Linked DNA regions of Mus musculus: region 1 is linked to region 2. A link is a contact called in public capture Hi-C data. All regions are on one chromosome and are shown on one strand. Each heading gives the region's core, a stretch centred on a gene start, on an enhancer-like site or on the middle of the called end of the contact. The rest is flanking DNA. Distances are from core to core; before and after follow the strand shown. Region 1 holds the start of Clec4n (C-type lectin domain family 4, member n). Region 2 holds the start of Dppa3 (developmental pluripotency-associated 3).

Evidence for each region. Capture Hi-C pulls out chosen DNA fragments and counts their contacts.
Region 1: a capture Hi-C map of macrophages shows a contact between it and region 2, with 2.7 times the contacts expected there. The contact joins the promoter of Clec4n here to the promoter of Dppa3 in region 2. A contact is called at or near these places in 1 of 115 datasets of contacts at active chromatin or transcription factors (bone marrow-derived dendritic cells) and 1 of 9 other capture datasets (macrophages).

What each region holds. Positions count from the first base shown.
Region 1 is chr6:123,228,505-123,231,204 of GRCm38.p6, forward strand. It overlaps Clec4n (C-type lectin domain family 4, member n), which reads left to right and starts at 1,339. Exons shown (of 6, transcript NM_020001.2): 1 at 1,339-1,539; 2 at 2,000-2,089. The coding sequence starts at 1,515.
Region 2 is chr6:122,625,041-122,627,740 of GRCm38.p6, forward strand. It overlaps Dppa3 (developmental pluripotency-associated 3), which reads left to right and starts at 1,384. Exons shown (of 4, transcript NM_139218.1): 1 at 1,384-1,570. The coding sequence starts at 1,483. RefSeq lists a promoter at 1-1,454.

The DNA of each region.
Region 1 (2,700 bases), core at 89-2,588, 600 kb after region 2:
CAACAATTTTAAGCCTAAGGATGATAACTCCTGCCAGAGGAGTGGGCTCCTCTTTACTCTCCAATCAAATGACAAGTGAGGCCCCACATGAAAACGGTCCATAAACCAATCAATCAGTTTGTTTCAAGTATCACAATTAGAGATCATACAAAAATAAGGGAAAGGAATATATGGATATATAGGCAAAAATAGGTTCAAGAAAAAAATTAGTTGAGCACACAGCATTAGAAGTGAACCAAACATAGACTCATGGATGAAATCCTGTGGACGGTTACTGAGATCAGTCCCTTCCAAGATAGGAATGAAAAAAGTCCAGAGTGCTCTCAAATCATCAGTGCTGAAGAGAAGGACTCATTTGTTTCAGTAGAGTCTCCACACCTACAGTTGAGAGGGAACTGTAGAGTCAAGATGTGTCACATGCCGGGCAATGGTGGCGCATTCCTTTAATCTCAACACTTGGGAGGCAGAGGCAGGTGGATTTCTGAGTTTGAGGACAGCCTCATCTACAGAGTGTATTCCAGGACAGCCAGGGCTATAGAGAGAAACCCTGTCTTGAAAAACCAAAAAAAAAAAAAAAAAAAAAAAAGAAAAGAAAAGAAAAAAAAGTGTCACACGTGGCAATCTGAATACACAGGTCAAATCTGAATACACAGGGCACACACACCTAAAAAGTCTAGATACCATGAGTCTCATTTGCATATTGACCTACAGTCATCAATGTGATTGCTTATGTGTTGTCAAGATGATAGAGCAGTTATTTACCTTAGTTACAGCTTGTGTGAAAAGAGGAATGTCAAAATGGAGTTAGTACCTTCAAAATGTAGTCACAATAATCATAATTAAAATACCTGCTTGATTCCATTCCAAAAAGTCACAATATAGCAAAATGTACACCACAACACCCTTGTATGTCACAATACCACTTCTGACTAATACTCACATGTCTTGCTTTAATGTATGTATGTATGTATGTATGTATGTATGTATGTATGTATGTATGTATGCATGCACATGTGTACACATGTGTGAAGGGGTGAGGACTTCTAGATATCCAACCCAGGACAAGCAGCTAACCATTCAGCCATTCAGACTTATTGCTTCCTAGAATCCTGTTTGATATATGAGTTAAGCCTCATATCAACTGAATAATCCACATAATGTATTGTAAAGAACATTTAATGTAAATACAGTTTATAGACAAATTTATTTTGAGGTCGGAGATACTTCCACATTAGGAACTGAGAAAGTAATGAGAACATTCTTGACAGAGTTTTTAGGAACAAATTTAGGTATGTTTCTCAATTTCCTCTTTCCCATGTCTTTAAATCAGTGGAGAGCAGTGCAGACTCTCTGACTTCTGGGTTTGCAGCATTGGCCCGCTCTGTGGCATTTAACTCAAGTGTGTGTGGAAGTTGATTCTGAACTCTGGCCTCTTTGACAGAAGCCAGGTCCCTGAGTCGTATTTTGGAGACAGATGCAAGAAACCCCTGACCTTCTGAACATACACCTCAACAATGGTGCAGGAAAGACAATCCCAAGGTGAGGTGAGAATTCCTGTCTCAGTCAAAGGAGACAATAGGAATACGTACTGTGATGAGGATCTACCTGGGACAAGTGGCAGGCTGAAGTGGTGAAGTAGATCAAGACAGCAGAGTCCCAGGGATGTGTCAGAAGTATAATATCTCAGAGCCAGAAGCCCTCAAAACAACAAGAAACCAAATTATTGAAGGGGGTGTGAAATGTGACAACAAGAAGAAAGTATAAGGTCATGGAAATTGCAGGTGCCTGAGGGTGAAATATTTCTAGATTGTGAGTGTGTGTGTGTGTGTGTGTGTGTGTGTGTGTGTGTGTGTGCTTAAGAGCTGACTTGGTCATATTATAGGGCTGTGACAGCTTTTTCCTACTTTAAGTTCATAATTATTCTGAGCATTTTGTCTGGTTATTAACTGATCTAAGGTTTTTGGTCCTGTGGTGAGTACATCTGATTGCTATCTGACAGGGAAGGGAGTCTGCTGGACCCTGAGACTCTGGTCAGCTGCTGTGATTTCCATGTTACTCTTGAGTACCTGTTTCATTGCGAGCTGTGTGGGTAAGTTCTTCATTGACTGGTGTCTCTTTTGGGGCACTGTCTAGTCTCTGTTCCACAGAGACTCCAAGGGACACTTTTGTTTTGTTTTGGCTTTTCAAGACAGAGTTTTTCTGTGTAACAAGCCTTGGCTGTCCTGGAATTCTCTCCATAGATCAGGATGGCCCTGAACTCAAAGAGATCCTCCTACCTCTGCCTCTTAAGTGCTGGGATTGAAGGCATATGCTACCACCAGCCTGGAGTTGTTATTTTAATCCCATTATCTGGTCTGACTTCACAGGTAATGCCATGTTTTTCTTGACTTCTCTTCTTTGTTCCTTTTCTTTTTTTTCCCCCATCTTTTGACTAATGAGATATGTAAGGTTTCTTCACCAGCTTTGTTAGCTCATACTATTTACAACCATTGTCTGTGACAGTGCCTTCCAGCACTGGGTTCACCAGTAATCACAGTCTCTTCTCACATCTCTATATTGGGAGTGCAAGTCCAGTTGATTTCATAATGTCGACAGCTTAGAGTCTGATTTATATGGGATTTTCCTTTCTCAATAGAAGAGTAAAAAGTCACCAAATGAGATAGTGATGATTGAGGAAATAAAATATCTCTGTCCTGTTTC
Region 2 (2,700 bases), core at 134-2,633:
GTGGCCCGCCCATGCTGGTACACTTCATTACAACTCAATCCAAGAATTGTTGGAGTTACGTTTTTTATTATTGATTTCCTTCTCCTCCTAGACAAAGTCTCACACAGTAGCCTTGGCTGACCTAGAATTAGAGATCCTGCTGCCTCAGCCTCTTGGATGTTGTGATTATAGGTGTGAGCCAGCATGCCCAACCAAAGTTAATTTTAGATGCTCAGAAATGCTTATACCAGGTGAGTCACCCACGCCTGAAATGCCAGCACTGGTGTAGACTGACTTAGGATTCAAAGTTCCAAAGTGCAGAGGTTGAGGCAGGGAGATATTTGAGTTGGCAGCTGGCCTGGTCTACACAGGGAGTTCCTAAGCAGCCAAGTCTGCCCTGTTTGGAAAAACAAGACAAACAAACAAAAAGTTTCAGGCCACCTGCTGAGAGACGGGGAGAAGGGGGGCGTGTCTCTTTAAAAAAAGTTGTGCGGATGGTGTTGTAAGCTTTATAATCCTAGCACATTGGAGGCAGAGAAAGGAAGAGCTCTCCAGTTTGAGGCCAACCTGGGCTGTTACATACCAAGTTTCTGAACAGCAAGACTACACGGAGTCTCAAACAAAGAGTTAGATATTATTAAATGTATTGTCTATGAAATGATCCACAATTATATATTCTTGAATTCCATGCATATATATATATATATCATAAAATATCCATCTATTTAAGTATAACAAATACATCTTTATTTAGTAGCATTTAAAGTGAAATAGTTTTCAAAGATTTAAGATGAAGCAGTCAAAGGAAACATTCTAATTAACTTAACTGATGGGAAGGGGGTGGGGGACGGCACAACTGCCTATTCTAGAACATATAAACCCAGTTCACTGATCACTAGCCATCTCCAAGATGTAATAAACAAAAATAAAATTCCTGATATTTCAGGAAACCAAAAGAGATTCTAGATAAAATCTGCAATCTTTGTTGTTGTTGTTTGCTTTTTCGAGACAGGGCTTCTCTGTATAGTCCTGACTGGAACTCACTCTGTAGACCAGGCTGGCCTCGAACTCAGAAATCCGCCTGCCTCTGCCTCCCAGGTGCTAGGATTAAAGGCGTGGTGGCTACCACTGCCAGGTTTGAAGTCTTTTTTTTTTTTCCTTCCCATTTTGTGACTAGGGCTGGTCTAGAACTCAGAGATCCACCTGCCTCAGCCTCCCTGGAACTGGCTGGGATTGCGCAGGGTTAGTTTTAACCGAGAGCGGGGAATCCTACAGTAAAAAGGCCCCGCCTCCGCCTAAAGGTGTAGCTCAGGTGAAGCCTGTAATCACTGCTCATTAGCATTAAAGTAGCCTGGGGGTAGACTCGGCTGTATAAAAGGAAACCAGACCCCCCCCCCCCCATTCACAGACTGACTGCTAATTGGGTCTTGGTTTTAGGTCTTTTCAAAGACTAAGCAATCTTGTTCCGAGCTAGCTTTTGAGGCTTCTGCCCATCGCATCGCCATGGAGGAACCATCAGAGAAAGTCGACCCAATGAAGGACCCTGAAACTCCTCAGAAGAAAGATGAAGAGGACGCTTTGGATGATACAGGTAGGCCGGCGTCGGCCTTTCTGCCCGGGGTTTTGGGAAGCCCTCCCTTCTCTTCTCGTTCAGCTAGCACGAGGCTGGTATCACTGAGCCCAGCACTGACTCAGTGGAGGACCAGGGAGTTTCAGGCCATCTGTTGTGAGTGCAAACCCAAGCCAGAGATGATGGTTAAGAATATACACCTTCCTCGGGGTGAAAATGCTGGTTCGTAGAGATAAAAAGAACCGGGAGGGAGTTGAGACTGTGGTATCTCGGTTGCGGGATTTTTAAGACTCATAAGACCACGTTCTGGGCTGTACTGGGTTGTATGGTTGGGGGGGGGGGGTAACATTTCCTCATCAGCAATTGGTCTCCGCGGTGTTTTTATTTTGTTTTGTTTTTAAATATTTATGATTTGGTGTTTGAGGCAACAGTGCCTGGACTAGAACTCCCTGTGCAATCCAGAATGGCATCCCAAATCCGAGAATTAAAGATTAAAGGCTTCCGAGTGGGCTGCAGTGTGTGTGTGTGTGGGGGGGGGCGTTGTTTGTGTTGTTTTAGCATAGAAATCTTGGTTGAGACAGTCTCACTCTGTGGTAGTAGATACAAGGAACGCAACCTTGTAGCCCTGGCTGGGCTCAGTCTCGATCCTCCTGCCTCTGCCTCCAAAGTTTTAGAATTAAAAGTGTGCAGTGTCATGCCGGCCCTTGTGTAGCACCGGAGTTTTGTTTGCTTCTCTGTGTAGCCCAGGTTGTCCTAGGACGCTGTACACCAGGCTGGCTTGGGACTCAGGAGGATCCGCCTTTCTCAGACTTTCGAGTGCAGGGATTAAAGGCAGTGCCACCTCGGTGGGCGACAGCGGAATCTTTTAAGCTTCAGTTGAACCTGGGTTTTTTTTTTTTTTTTTTTTTTTTTTTTTCTTATTCTCATCTACTTTCTTTCCAGCTAAATATCCTTTTCAGGTAAATGGCTATTCAAGGGGAGCCCAAGATAGGCTGAGCCGTGTGCTACATGGGCCCACTGGTTCCCACTCCCCAGCTGCAGTTGATTCTTTGTCCGAGGGACTGCCTCCGGGCACTCCCGGTCTAGGGCGTGGCTCGAGAGGAGCCCTCCCCTCCGGTCTGATTAGAAAACAAAAAAATGCCTTGAATCTG